Regions from separate parts of the Ovis aries genome. Here region 1 is linked to region 2. The links are chromatin contacts, called in public Hi-C maps. All regions are on one chromosome and are shown on one strand. Each heading gives the region's core, a stretch centred on a gene start, on an enhancer-like site or on the middle of the called end of the contact. The rest is flanking DNA. Distances are from core to core; before and after follow the strand shown. Region 1 overlaps LPAR1 (lysophosphatidic acid receptor 1). Region 2 has its middle 96 kb from the start of TRNAC-ACA.

The links. A called contact is a pair of places that touch in the nucleus more often than the background predicts.
Region 1: a contact with region 2 is called in a Hi-C map of hypothalamus, with 6 times the contacts expected there. The contact joins two enhancer-like sites. A contact is called at or near these places in 4 of 16 Hi-C or Micro-C datasets (hypothalamus, skin fibroblasts and tail adipose tissue).

Annotation. Positions count from the first base shown.
Region 1 is chr2:12,499,608-12,506,925 of ARS-UI_Ramb_v3.0, reverse strand. All of the region lies in intron 3 of LPAR1 (lysophosphatidic acid receptor 1), which reads right to left. Among named protein-coding and RNA genes, the nearest start is that of TRNAS-GGA, 84 kb to the right of the region's middle. Within about 2 kb of position 5,110, at least 8 of the 54 cell types and tissues checked have an H3K27ac peak or open chromatin away from gene starts, as enhancers often do. A contact at or near this core is called in hypothalamus, where this site is marked.
Region 2 is chr2:12,147,660-12,155,231 of ARS-UI_Ramb_v3.0, reverse strand. It overlaps the pseudogene LOC114113456. Among named protein-coding and RNA genes, the nearest start is that of TRNAC-ACA, 96 kb to the left of the region's middle. Within about 2 kb of position 2,336, at least 10 of the 54 cell types and tissues checked have an H3K27ac peak or open chromatin away from gene starts, as enhancers often do. A contact at or near this core is called in hypothalamus, where this site is marked.

The sequences.
Region 1 (7,318 bases), core at 3,861-6,360, 350 kb before region 2:
AAGTTTTTAAGACTAAGGAACACTCTAATAAACCTCACTCTAGACTGAATCAACCAATACATTAGTAAATCAAGCCCAGAAACGCCTTCATTGCACTGCACTCTGGAAGCAGACTCCCAGCCTTCTTTAAGGACTGTTATTAAAATGTTCTCTTGGGATGTGGTACTGCATGTGAATTTCCCAGTACCTCACACCACGACCTATGCATCCATCACCGACTAAGAAGACCCATGATGTCTTACAGTCACAAAATCATCAATCTACTTGTGTTTACATCTGCATTAATTGCTAGAAAGTATATCCTTATATGGCACTTTCTCACATTTATTTTTCCCTTTTTCTTCTTTTTTCTTGCTTATTTTTAACTTTGTCCTCTGAACTGTATACATCTTTTTAAGCTGACTTAAATCCTTTTTTTAATACAAGGTTAAATATAAACAAACACAGGCAGACACGCTGCACACATCTGTAAGACTAGTTATGTCATACTACCATTTAGACATAAAAGTCACGCAACATGAATGGTATCAGCATGTCTCCTACAAATCAAAACGGAACAAAAATTTTCACTTCTATTCTAACAGTGAAGTCCAATCTAAATTCTGTCCTAGGCCATTCAGCAGACACTCAGATGACAACTGACCCCAACACAGTTGCTGGCTTATCTGCAGAGTCACAACTATATCCTGATTACGTGTTTCCAAGCCACTATGCTCAGGAAGTAAGTGGTCAGGGATATAACACTTCTGCTATCCTTGAGGTGAGTAGACAAAGGAAATCGTCAGGCTGGAGATGTGACATTTTAAAAACAAACAGTGCATGGAGGAAGTGCAAGTGAAGGGATGAGACAAAAGATAGGAGAATCAGGAAAGAGTAACGTCTCAGTAGCCAAAAGAAGAGAAAAATTCAAGACGGGAGTGTTCAATGATACATTCGTTATGGAAGAACAAATATTTATGAAGCAGATGGTTTTAAATGTAGATTTAAATACATAATATTGCACCCTTAATCTTCTATCACATAATGTTAATTTCTTTTAAACTGGTGCTTTTCAAAAGTCAATTCTTCTTCCAACTGTGCTCATTTTAAAACACATGGCACCTGTATGGTGGGCACACTCTACAATGTCCCTTCCCTGAGTCACAGCCTTGTACATACAGTCCCCACCCCTCACGTGTGGGAAGAACCTGTAACTTGCTTCTAAGAAACAGAATACAGCAAAGGGTATGCATCAATTTCCCTGAAGGTTTGGTTGTATGGCAAAGGTGAAAGGATCTTGTATATGTAATTAAACTGACTTTAAGTGGAGCAAAACATAAATTATCCTGGGTCTGCTGGACCTAATCAAGTTAAGCTCTTTTAAAAAGAATCTAGAGGTCAAACACTGGGAAACTGTGAAGACTGTTGCTTTTTTCTTTTCCAATTTATTATTTTTTTTATCAAAGTATAGTGGATTTACAATGCTGTATTACTTTCAGGTGTACAGCAAAGGGATTCAGTTGTGTGTGTGTGTGTGTGCGCACGCGTTGGACTCTGCGAACCCATGGACTGTAGACAGCCAGGTTCCTCTGTCCATGGGATTTCCCAGGCAAAAATACTGGTGTGGATTTCCATTTCCTTCTCCAGGGGATCATCCCAACCCTGGGAAGGAACCCACGTCTCTTACATTTCCTGCATCGACATGTGGATTCTTTACCGCTAGCACCACCTGGGAAGCAGGTTATAACGGCTTATAGGTTATTACAAAATATTCAGTATGGTTCCCTGGATCCCTGAGCTATACAGTATACAGTAGGTCCTTTTTGTTTACTTTGAAGACGCAAGCTGCCATGATTTCCACAGCTGTAAGGAAATGAACTCTGCCAGCCACCTGAGCGACCTTGGAAGCGGATCTCTTCCTGGTCTGGCCTCGACATGAGAAGGGAGCCCAGTAAACATGATGACTTCAGGTTGGTGAGACCCTCAGCAGAAAAGCCAGTATGGTGTGCTTGGCAGTCTGATCGAACCCGTGTGATAGTAAACAGATGTTTTACCACTAAGCATGGTAATCTGTTACACAGCACAGAAAACGAATACAACATCTAAACATAGTCAATCTGCATGAGAATTGCCTCATGATGCTAACAGGAAAAGAGCAGAATGGAAACTTCGGAATCGGTTGAGTTTCTAGGTTTTTAGCATTTATATTCTTTCTTTGTAGCCTTAGTGTTTATATTTTTAAACCTCTTTTTGAAGTACAACTGACATCAGACTCTTTTCTTAAATGTTCATATTCTACTTAGCCAAGCTCTCCCACATTAAACATTCCAGATACTTAGAGCTTCTGCTACGAAATCCATGATGCTAGGCTGGAGGACCACTGATGCTGTCACTGTGAGGCTTCATTGTTTCCCTGCCCAAAGAGACTTGTCTCCGGCAGGCCAGGAAATCTTTAGCTTGCTAGCCTGTGACTTCCATAATCTTCTAAGAAGCCAAGAGGGAATCAAGCTATATCTTTACCTTGTTACAATGACTCAGCCCATGGGATTCAATGCCTTCCACCTCAAAGCTACAAGACCACTGGTTCTCCCTTCACCTTCTATTTGGGTTTGAAAACGACGCTGAGTACAGGCCAGCAAACTCCCTACAGACCTACAAGGAGAGCCAAGGTTTCATTTCCATTTTTACACTGAGATGAAAATACCGTCTAAGGCCAGGCTATTCAGCTAAGATTTGGTTCCATAATGGCATGTTCTCTCTGTTGTGTGTAAAATTATACAGTGATGATGTATTTCCACACCGCTGTGCCCAGAAAGTGGCTAGGCAGCAATGACTGTAGCGAGGGTGAAAGGGTTAGGCATGTGAACACTTGTTTGTCTTTCTGAAGCACTTTTCTGTCAGCTGGATATTAAACTTTAAAAATGCTTGCATTATATTGTTTGAGGGATGAATAGGATGTTTTTGACATGCAGTCTGACTAAGACCACAAGGCACTGTCTCTCTCGGAATTATTTCTTTTTTTTTTTAATTGGAGGCTGATTACTTTACAATATTGTACTGGTTTTTGCCATACATTGACATGAATCAGCCACGGGTATACATGTGTTTCCCAACCTGAACTCCCCTCCCACCTCCCTCCCCATCCCATCCCTCAGGATCATCCCAGTGCACCAGTCCTGAGCAGCTTGTCTCACGCTTCAAACCTGGACCGGCGATCTGTTTCACATAGGATAATATACATGTTTCAACGCTATTCTCTCAAATCATCCCGCCCTCGCCTTCTCCCACAGAGTCCAAAAGACTGTTCTATACATCTGTGTCTCATTGGCTGTCTCGCATAGAGGATCCTTGTTACCGTCTTTATAAATTTCTCAGATTTGTTTCTAATGAAGCACTGGCAGTATTTTTTTTCCCCAAACTTGTGATTCTTCTACACGAAATTAAAACTACTGTAACAAATGTACTAGAAACAGCAAAAGCAGCACATTTTCATTGCTTAGAAAAATCAGAGAGAATAACAGTCTTTCTCTTTGTTTTCCTTTCCTTCCTTCCTTCCTCTCTGTCTTTTAACATTTTAAATACTAAAGGAAACAATAAAGCAAGGAGCACTGGCACTGAAATTACAAATCTGGAGTTTGGGTGTGGGTTCCAGCAAATGTTGTATTATCTTCAGCAATTCACATAATCTCCTAAGCCTCAGTTTTATCATTTCTAAAACAGGCAAAATGTCAAATGCATAAAGTATAAACCTATTATGTCATGAAAATATTTAGATTACTATTTAGAGTACTTTAATTATATAAATCAAATGTTGTGAGTATAAGATTATTTTTTCATTTTAATATTGACTTCCCTTTCATTAACTGGTAAAAAGATATTAAATTTTAAAAGTGAATGGTTTGTTTCTTTATTCCTAACAAAAGTCAGAATACTTGAAAGTAAATTTTATTGTTACTGTCAGAAAAAAAAATAGTAATAGTTAACATTTATCAAGTGCTTTAATAATACTTATTAAGGTCAGGCATTGTGCTAAGAGGCGCCAGATCTTATTTTACTTCATTTTCTCATTTTTCATACAAAGTAAGTCCTATTATTAATCTCCATTTTACAGATGAGGAATCTAAAGTTTCAGGAAATTGAGCAGAAAGTGGTAACCTAGAATACAAAAGCAAGAGGTCTAATCCAGAGACCACAGTTAACCACTCCTTCGCATCAGATGCATTTTCTGGATTGACATGCCGAGAACAGGGACAACAAGATGTGGCCTGGCCAGGTCTTTGTTGCTGTAAGAATTGGGAGGTCTGGGTAGGAGAGCGTGCCCACCCTCACCACAGGGAGACGGCCACAGAGAGACACCCAAAGACACAAGCCAACACTGGCACTCCACTTGTGCGGCCTGTGGAGGAAAGAAGCTCCCTCAAACTGTGAAATGAAGAAGTCCCATAAGATCTCAAGCACAGCGACTGGTCCACAGCCAGAACAAAACCACATGAGGACCGCCCAGGCTACCTCTGGGACCGTAAAGGCTCGCAAGTAGCTCCAGAGACTGCTGCTGCTTGATGGAGACTAGGTAGAGAGCGGCTCTGGGCAAACAGGAAGGAAATGGGACAGCCAGAACCAAGAACCAGACAGAAACAGAACCAGAGAACAAGAGAAAGTGAGTAGCCAAAACAAAACAAAACAAAACTGAAGTAAATCCAGAAAGTAGGAATACAGCAGGGCTCTGGGCTTCCCTAGCAGCTCAGGCAGTAAGCCATCTATCTGCAACGCAGGGGACCGGGGTTCGATCCCTAGGTTGGGAAGATGTCCTGGAAAGGAAAGGGTAACCCATTTCGGTATTCTGGCCTGGAGAATTCCACGGAGAGAGGAGGCTGGCGGGCTACAGTCCGCAGGTTCACAAAGAGTTGGACACAACTGAGCGACTAACACACACTGGTTCCCAAACTGTGCCCAGAGGCACCTTAGGGTTCCAGTTGATTTAGAAGTACACAGCCAGGTAGACAGACATGCAGACAGACAGATATAGAACTACGCCAAATGTCACTGTTTCCCTCCCCTTTATAGACAGATAGATAGAGAGCCAGAAACCACGTGAACCACTAGCTTGAAGTAGTTCACAGTTTCAGCATTAGATGGCATTGTGTTCCTTCTGGGACATCGTCTCTGCAGTTTGTGTGCTATGTTAAAAATCAAGTATTGCCCAAAACTCAACGTGGAACAAGAAATGAGGATGGCAGCAGCCAGTACCAATCAGGTTCTAATAGCTGCACAGTGTCCAACAGAGCAATCACATCTCCCAGTCACTGCTGTTAAGAATTAACAAAAAATTATTTTCTTCCTTTCAGAGTATGTGTTTTTGCTTTGGTTTATGAAATGGCTACTCATTTATCAGGACCTACCTACTTATTAAGTTGATTAAACCGCTTAATAAATGTACTTCTTTCGGCCCAAACGCACTATGAAAAAATAACTGCGGCGAGAAGGGCACTGAGGGATTATGGGAGCATCTGCAATAGGGATTAGAGCTGTGCAGGGAAGACAGAAACGGGGGGGAGCTCAGAAGAAAGTTGTGTGTCAGTCTGCGGAGTCCTTCAGGATCCCTTGACAAGGAAAACCTGTCCCCCTGAATCCTGAAAGCATGATGGGTCTTGATCCTTCTGGGCTGCCCCTTCTTTTCATATCAGAATGAAGATTTACAACGTGAGGATTAATCCAGGGACTTTAGGTTTCAACACAGCAATATTCAATGAAAACACCATGTTATGTATATCTAACAAGTCCTTACATGCCTGGCATCTTATATAATAATCTTACTTAATTTTTTTTGAGGTTTTACTGTTTCTGCCCTGCCTCTCATCATACAAACAAGGAAATGAAAACTTGGAGCAACTGAGTAGGTTGCTTAAGAGAACTCAAAGGAAGGTCAGGATTAGAACCCAGGCAAGTACACCTCAGAGATAACACTTGTTATCCCCTGTGTTATACTGTTCAGCTGTCAGGCCTTTAGGTCTCTAAAGAAGTAAATCCGTTTTAGACCTTTACATAGGATAAAGTACTTCAAAGTAGTGCATATATTTAAATGGAGCTAAAGGCATTTCTTGGAGAAGGAAATGGCAACCCACTCCAGTATTCTTGCCTGGAGAATCCTGTAGACAGAGGAGCCTGGTGGGCTGCTGTCCATGGGGTCGCACAGAGTTGGACACGGCTGAAGCGACTTAGCAGTAGCAGCAGCAAAGGCATTTCTATTTTTGTTTATTCTTAGTTTCTAAATCCCAGGAAAAGCTTCCATCTCTTTTAGAGGTTTGTTAATATCCAACCTCACAAATAGAAACACTGTCAATGGTAAAAATATGACACTATTAAGAGAGGGGGAAAAAGTCACTCAATATTGGCATCAATGTAACAAAATAGTCTTATCCCCTTGTGTTAAAGAGCATAAATTGGTACAAACTTTCTAGAGAACATTAAATAGCAGTCTCAGTGAAGAAAGCAGAGATTCATATTAGATAATATTTATCTCAATGTTATTTGAAATAGCAGAAAAAGAAAAGAAAACCTAAATGCCCAGTGATTGTATCATTTAGATGTACTGAAATTTGTGAAGAAAACTCATTCTTTCAAAGATTATTTGTTGGCATGGTAACAAGCACACTACTTTTAAAAATCATACAACAAATTGTATTACCATATGATTCCAATTGTACAGTATTCGTCAGAACAAAGGACTGGAAAGAAACAGCATATTCATTTTAATATTTTGGTTCTCTGAACAGTTTAGAATTCTAAATTTTCTTAATTTTTATTACTTAAAAGTTCTTAATTCTGCCATTTTCCCCCCTTAATAAATGTATTACTATGGTAAACAAAATTATTATTAAAACAGGATTTAGTACTCAAGAGGGTGAAAAGTGAAAGTGTTAGTCACCTCCGACTCTTTGCAACCCTATGCACTGTAGCCTGCCAGGCTCCTCTGTCTATGGAATTCTCCAGGCATGAATATTGTGATGCATAGACATTCCCTTTTCCAGCGGATCTTCCTGACCCAAGGATTGAAACCCAGGTCTCCTGCATTGCAGGCAAATTCTGAGCCACCGGGGAAGCCCACTTAAGAGGGTAAATGCAGTCTAACAGATCACCTCACTCCTCGAACATCACCCATGATTCAACACTCAACTCAAAAAAATCATGTACATAGTTTTCCTGACTATACGACTGATGGGATTCTCTCTCTCCTCTACGTTGCCAAAAAGCTTTATTCAAACTTATTTCGGGGGTATTTTTGTCATCTCTGGCCTTTTATAATAATCATCTACGTACATGTGGCATCTTTCCTATCAGA
Region 2 (7,572 bases), core at 1,087-3,586:
CACATAATAGTTTAAAAAATAATCACCCAATAATAAAATTGTCCTGGTTAACTTTTTTAATAAATAAATATGAAAAAAAGAATTTGCCACCAATAGACCATTGTTAAAGAAACTTCTAAAACAGAGTTGTCCAATAGAAAGGCAATATGAGGGACACAAATTTAAATCCCCTAATAGCCACAATTTCAAAAGCAAAAAATAAAATAAAATAAAAGGATAATCCATCTGAATAATGATCTATTTAAGCCAATATATCAAAATTGTATCATTTCAACATGTAATTAATACAAAAATCATTAATGAGATCTCTTACACTTTTGTACTAGGTCTCTGAAATCCAGGATGAGCTTTACACTAACAGCAAATCTCAATTCAGAGTAGTTATAAATCAAGTGCTTAATATCCACATGACTAGTGGTTACCACACTGGTCAGTGGAACACTGAAAGATATGCTCCAGATACAAGGGAAATGATTCCAGGTAAAAGGAACTGAGATGCAAGAAAGGAGGATGACAAGATAAGCAGGAAACACATTTGTGTGTGCTCAGTCCTTGATTCATGTCTGCACATTCATTTGTGTCCAATTCTTTGCAGCCTGGACTATAGCCCAGCTGTATGCAACATGTACTACAGCCCACCAGGTTCCTCTGTCCATAGGATTTTTCTGACAAGAATACTGGAGTTGGTTGCCATTTCCTCCTCCAGCAGTGAGCATGTCGGCAAACCCCATATCCAAAAGATATTGGATGTATAAAACTACCATAATCCTGTTGTAAACTGGAAGTTAAAGTGAAGTTGCTCAGTTGTGTCTGACTCTTTGTGACCCCATGGACTATAGCCTACCAAGTTCCTCCCATGGGATTTTCCAGGCAAGAATACTGGAGTGGGTTGCCATTTCCTTCTCCAGGAGATCTTCCCAAGCTAGGGATTGAGCCCGGGTCTCCCGTATTGTAAGCAGACGCTTTACCGTCTGAGCCACCAGGGAAGTTAACAGGAGGCCTGATCAGATTCTGCTTAAATAGTTTGGGGCAAGAATATTCATGAAGATGTTGTGTATTTCAAATTGCATCACATTAAGCAGCATAGAACATCTAGTCAATGATGGCAAGGTTAGAACAGGGTGAAACAGCCAAATCCTTCTATCATACTTTCTCCCACTTTTTATCAAAATATAAATCTGTGGAGTAAGACCTTGGCAGAAAAAATAAGTACAAAGCCCCTGAGGCAGAAGTGTGCCTGGTGTGCCTGAGAAATACTAAAGAGTAAGATATCCTATGGGCTTCCCTGGTGGCTCAGAGGTTAAAGCATCTGCCTGGAATGCGGGAGACCTGGGTTTGATCACTGGGTCGGGAAGATCCCCTGGAGAAGGAAATGGCAACCCACTCCAGTACTCTTGCCTGGAGTAGTCTTTGACTAAGCCAATATCCAACCAGAATTATTTATCAGTTTAGTAACAATTCTTTTAAAATGTATCAGAATCACTAAAGGATCTCTTTTCAGTGACTGAGAATCTTTTAATCAGAATTTAGAAGTAATCCCTCTAGCAAACAACTTTTGGTATCATACCCCCTTGAAGCACTCTGGCCATTTCTTTGCACCCTCCCCACCCCTAGCTTCTTTGTGCTTTTGCTTCTGTGGACCCACATTTCTGACTGTCTTCAGAAGACTGCCCTCAACCACAGATGCCACTTTGCCTGCCTGTGCCAAGAACTGGAAGTACATGAGTGTATCTGAGAGTTTGGGTCCCCCCTTAGAATTGGGTGGCTCTTACTGTGAGTGACTTATGAAAGCCCAGGTCCCTTGCCTCAATTTGGGACAAAATCGGAGCTATAACTTGATCTGTAAAGCTCTCCTGTATGATCCAGCTGAGGCTAGAACTTTGTCAGAAATTGTGCCCTGCTTGGATTCCTTCCTTTCACTGATCTGTTTCTCCTACTCCCTTACCTGTTTCTCCTGGGAGCAATTTGCTAATAAATCATTTGCACATAAATCCTCAACTCAGAGTCAGCTTCTGGAGAACCTGACACAAGGCAATCCCTAATTTTGAATCCACATTACACCCAAAATATGTAGGACAAATGTAATCTAAAGCTATACACTTTCACGCAGTATGAAACATGAGCAGAAATCCTTTCTATTTTCATTTGAAGTGGTTGAGTTCTATTGGTATAACACAGTGAATAACTCATCGTGAGCAGCCCAAAGCTGATCCATGAGAGGCATATACCAGTCAACACGGTACACATCGCCGTGTGAAATCACACTCACACACAGTGCTAGCATTATTGAAAACTCAGCTGTGCATCACTTTTCTGGATGTGGAAAACGTCTTTGGTTCTCGAATACAAGCAAACTGCTCACCATTTCTAAAGACTGAATGTGGCACTCATTGTGTCTGAGACAATGGATCCAGTGTTTGGCGCTCAGACTACATGTTTCAAAGGGAATCTTTGTCTGCTTACCATGAAAAAAAAAATCAGACTCTGTATTTATTGGGAAAAGAGAAATCCAGCAGCCTTCACTCAAAGAAACCAGCCCTGTGAGTCTTAAGTTACAACAGTTGAATAAAGAAATAGGTAGACATGCAGCAACACAAGCCAGAGACCTCTGGGGGTTGAGAGTGAAGAGAACCCACCCCTCACCTCTCTTTAATGACTTTTAATCACTGAGGACCTTTTTAATGACTATACAAATGGCTTTCATGTAGGTTTCTTCTACCTAAATTCTAAGTCTAAGATAACTTCAATTCTAAAACAATTTTATGAAACAAAATTTCTCCCAATGACACTGTTTAAATATTCACCAATATAATACATGATGATCTGATTCTCTGCAAGTAATACAGAGAAACTTCATCAGATTGGGCTCCACTGGCTGGTGAGAAATATCTTGGAAACTGTCTGCTGAGGTTCATCGTCGTCTTTTAGAGAACTATATGTACACAAACACATATCTACATATATCAATAATATAAACAAGGCCATTAATAAAACATTTTTCTCAATTTATATTAAGAGTACAACTTTTTTGCTGTTGAACAGGGCAAGATATGCCTGCCATCTATGACAGACATGCCCAGAAATGGTAAAAGTAGTTGGCCACACCAACAAGATATTCCTGGTGTCAGAGTACCTCACAGAGCTTCTCTCTAAACTAAAGGCATCTTCAAAGAATCGGTTAAGGAAAGGACTCATTGCAGGCCCTTTAGAAGCATCCATTTACAGGCACACAATGTGCTAATTAAAATCACTTGCCTATGTTTGCCAAGCAAGGCCTCTAAGGGTATCAAGTGAGTTATGATGCCTTAATCTAGTCTTAGAGACTGTGCAGTCTTTAATGCAATCCATTTCTATAATCCAGATTGGTCTCCGCCAGTTCTTTTAGAAGTATATTTATTATCTTTCTTTAGAGTGAGAGATGATAATTCCAGGGGAAAAAAAGAAAAAAACTGTCTTAAAATGCAATGTTCTGAACACTAAAAACAGCAAAATACACTTAGAAATTCAGCATGTGGCAAATTCTATGTTTTTATAATCTTAGAGTGACTTGTTCACAGAAAAATGTAAAATGTCTGCATATTAAGACTCACACAAGAAAAGCCAAAAGATAAATAGAAAACTGAGGAAAACATTCGTAGCCCAGATTACAAAGTTCCTATTCCCCTAATACATTTTTAAACACCTCAGTAAGACTGAGTTCAATCTAAAATGGGTAAAGAGTACAAAAAGTTCACAGGAAAAAAGAAAATGTCTCCTAAAAGGTGACTAATATCATTCATAATAAAAGTATTCTTTGACCTTGCACTGAAATATTTTCACCATCAAATTATGACCAAAATAGTAACAAATGATGTTACTAAAGAATACAGACACTGCTGATAATATATTTTTTCCGGCACTTCAGCCTAAAGATACATTCACATGTTTGAAAATATTCTATCTATAATATGCCCATATTCATATCCATCCATCCATCTAGCTACTATATAGCTTGTAATATATATAGTAGATATAAAAGCTATCTACTATATAGCTTTTAATAGAAAGATACTCAAGAATGCGGCAGAGGCTGCCTTCAGGAAGGGCAATGATCAGTAGAGTACAAGGGAGACTGTTTCCTTTATACCATGTATCTTCATCATTTGCACTTCTTGGACTTTGAGCCCTATCATCTTTGCAAAATTTGTTTCAAATAAAAATTTTTTAAAGCACCATATTCTCAGCATGAATATAAGCCACTAAGGAAACAGAAGCCTTACTTCTTTTTTAAAGTTGTTTTCTTTTTAAAATATGGACCGTTTTTAAAGTCTTTTATCGAATGGGGTCGCAAAGAGTCAGACATGACTGAGCAACTAACACACACACACACACACACTGAATTTGTTACAATACTGCTTCTGTTTATGTTTTGGGGTTTTGGCCACAAGGCATATGGGATCCCAGCTCCCTGAGCAAGGATTGAACCCACATCCCCTGCGCTGGAAGGCAAAGTCTTTTTTTAAATTTAATTATTTACTTATTTTTGGCTGTGCTGGGTCTTTGTTGTTGTGGGGGCTCTTCTCTAGTTGCAGCGAGTGGCGGTCCCTCTCTAGCTGAGTTGTGCAGCCTTCTCATCGAGGTGGCTTCTGTTGGTGCAGAGCACGGGGCCTGGGGCTTAGTTGCCCCACGTTACGTGGGAGCTTCCCGGACCAGGGATCGAACTCAAGTCTCCTGCGTTGGCAGGTAGATTCTTTACCACTGAGTCACCAGAGAAGCTCAGAAGGCAGTCTTAGACACTGAACTGCCAGGTAAGTCCCCTAGAAGCTCTACGTCTGTTGATTGATTCGCTTCTTTGATCCAAAGTCGTTCACAAGACTTGATTAAAATACTCTGGAGTGCAGCATGTATTATTAATAGCTCAAATGTATTCCAGGTTTTGGACAGGAACTATGCTTTTCCTTTGACATGATAGTGCATGAGATGTGTCTCCCCATCTGTAGTATTTTCTCTTCCCTTGTGAGATCTTTGCAGGCTGATGTGGGGACACACAATGACGCGGCAGTTTGGACTCTGTTCCTACTGCGTCATTGCTGGCTTCAAGAGGCTGCAAAAGGGAACCCGCTAGATTCCACTGAATACTTTGCCAACTTGTCCACTTCATAGCAATGTATCATTTCACCCTTACAAAGCCATTATGATAAAAAAAATTATCTTCATCAATTAGAGACTCATAGAATCAACCAAGTTGCCCAAGAGAGCCCTGGGATGAACAACTCGCTGGGCTGGGATGCAATTCCAGGTCTATCTGGTGCCTCAGAGGAGGGCAGACATCAGGTGACTAGGAGTCACACAAAACTAGCTGTGTATGGTAACTGCATCAACAAATGCATGTTTTTAATAAATGCTTTTTAGTGGAAATTAATAAGAGCACATCATTCCTAAAATATTTCTAAACTGATATAACTGTATTGTTGATAGAAAAAAAAAACAGACTTAGAGCTGATTCTATTAATACAAAATATTTTTTGAAATTAAGAATCTTCTGAGATTGGTGTGAATAAAATGTTGGAAGCAATTTAAATGGTCACATAACTACCCCAGTTCTGCCAGTGAGAAAACTCAAATCATCCCGACCAAATTTTTTTAAATTGTGCAATGTATATCCTGATACTGCTCAAATATTTGTGGCTTATTTTATCTCAGATCTGCACAGTGAGTTCTCTGTTGAATGGATTTGGGCTTTTAGTTTTACTTCTCAGTATCTGGTTTAAGAGGACTCAGTATTACAGCAGGCACCAAACTTGAAAGAAATAACATGAAGAACTTAGAACAGGAATTCTTTGTCAGTCCCCAAAGAGATGCTGTTCCAGCAAGACTCAGGTCAGAGGGCTGGGCACTGCAGGGGCAGATCACATGGCTGATCTGGAGTGAATTTGTTTTGTGAAGAAACAGATGATTTCTAGCTCTGTTGTTCCTGTAACTTTTTAGCAACAGTTAAGCCCATTCCAAAATGACAAGCAAAAGAAAAGAGCCTTCTGAATAAAATGCAGATGAATGGACTTTTCCCCTGCCTCCTTGGGAATATTATGAGCATCTCATAAAGGGGGTCATATCCTGTTTCTTTCTCTGGTTGCTACAACTGTGTTTTGTATATTGGCTGTATCAGTAATGTGAATTTATAACCAAAAAATGCCAAAAGAAAAAAAAATCAGTACTCCTTCACAAATATGCATTTTTCTTCCCTATTTTTCAACAAGCACTGTTTTAAGTCATTTTTTCTTTCTGCACTGGAAACAAATCTCCATGTCTTTTTCAAATCCTACTGCTAGCTCAGAAGGTGAAATACTGACATCAATGAAAGTAGTTGCAAGTTCAGCATTAATAGGAACCAGGCAAACAGCACTGGGATATTTATAACTCAACAGTGTCCTCTAGTGTGCCTCTAAAGAATTTCATGAGTCCAAGATTCAAAATGAATCTGATTGGGAAAAGGTCAATTAAAAGACGCTAAGTTGTGTCCAACTCTTTAGTGACCCCATGGACTGTAGCCCGCCAGGCTCCTCTGTCCATCAGATTTCCCAGGCAAGAATACAGGAGTGGGTTGCCATTTCTTTCTCCAGGAGATCTTCCCAACCCAGGGATCAAAACCTCGTCTCCTGCACTGAAAGCAGATTCTTTACCCATGAGACATCTGGGCATCCCCAAAAGACACTAATAAATGTATTCTTTTAAACAATAAAGGAATTTGTCTTGGGCATACATTTTTTCCCAGCTTTGTCAGTTTTTACTTTTGCAACTTATTTATTTTACTCAGCTTTGTTAGTTTCTCACAAGAGTTCATATTATCAATGTTCTTGCCCACCTACTATCATCGGTAATCTCTGACCACCGGTGCTCTTCATACATCTATGAAATTATTGGTACCTTCCACCAATGTCCCTGAAGTTGGAAATTAGTTTTCTCTGCTTAAATGATCATATAGCTCTTTCCAAAAGTTTCTGATATCTGTGGCTTTACAACATTCTGGAGTCATGAAGAGAAGTAATGCTATGATAACTGAGAAAACAGATATTCAGCTGAGCCAAAGGCACCTAAGAACTCTAGAAAGTCATGTTCAAAAGAATTCCTCTTGCTGGACCCAAGTGTCATCCCAAGATGGAGCATACATCAGGCATTTCTACTCTCAGAACTTCATTCTCTCTTTGTCTCACCAAGAACTTCTATAGAGTTCTTATCTCCTCTTGGTTCAAATTCTACGGCCATCAACACTCCCTTTACAATTTTGAAGAAATCTTCCAAAGCTGGTACTCTATCTCAATGTCCTCAAAAATGTTATGCAAATAAAGCTTCATCATGTCCACTATCTGGAAAAACACTAATGGAACCTAAATTATTTGAGAAATCTAGGCCTGATAGAATAAGGAAAGCTCTCATAGTTACAGAGTTGTATAACAATATCACAGAGCTACAATGTGTAGCAGAGCTGTATCACCAAACCCAGTCTACATCAACTGAGTCTCAGTTCAGTTGCACAGCTGCATATATGGTTAAAAATAATTGCTATTATTTGGGTTTATTTGTGAGATAGTTCAT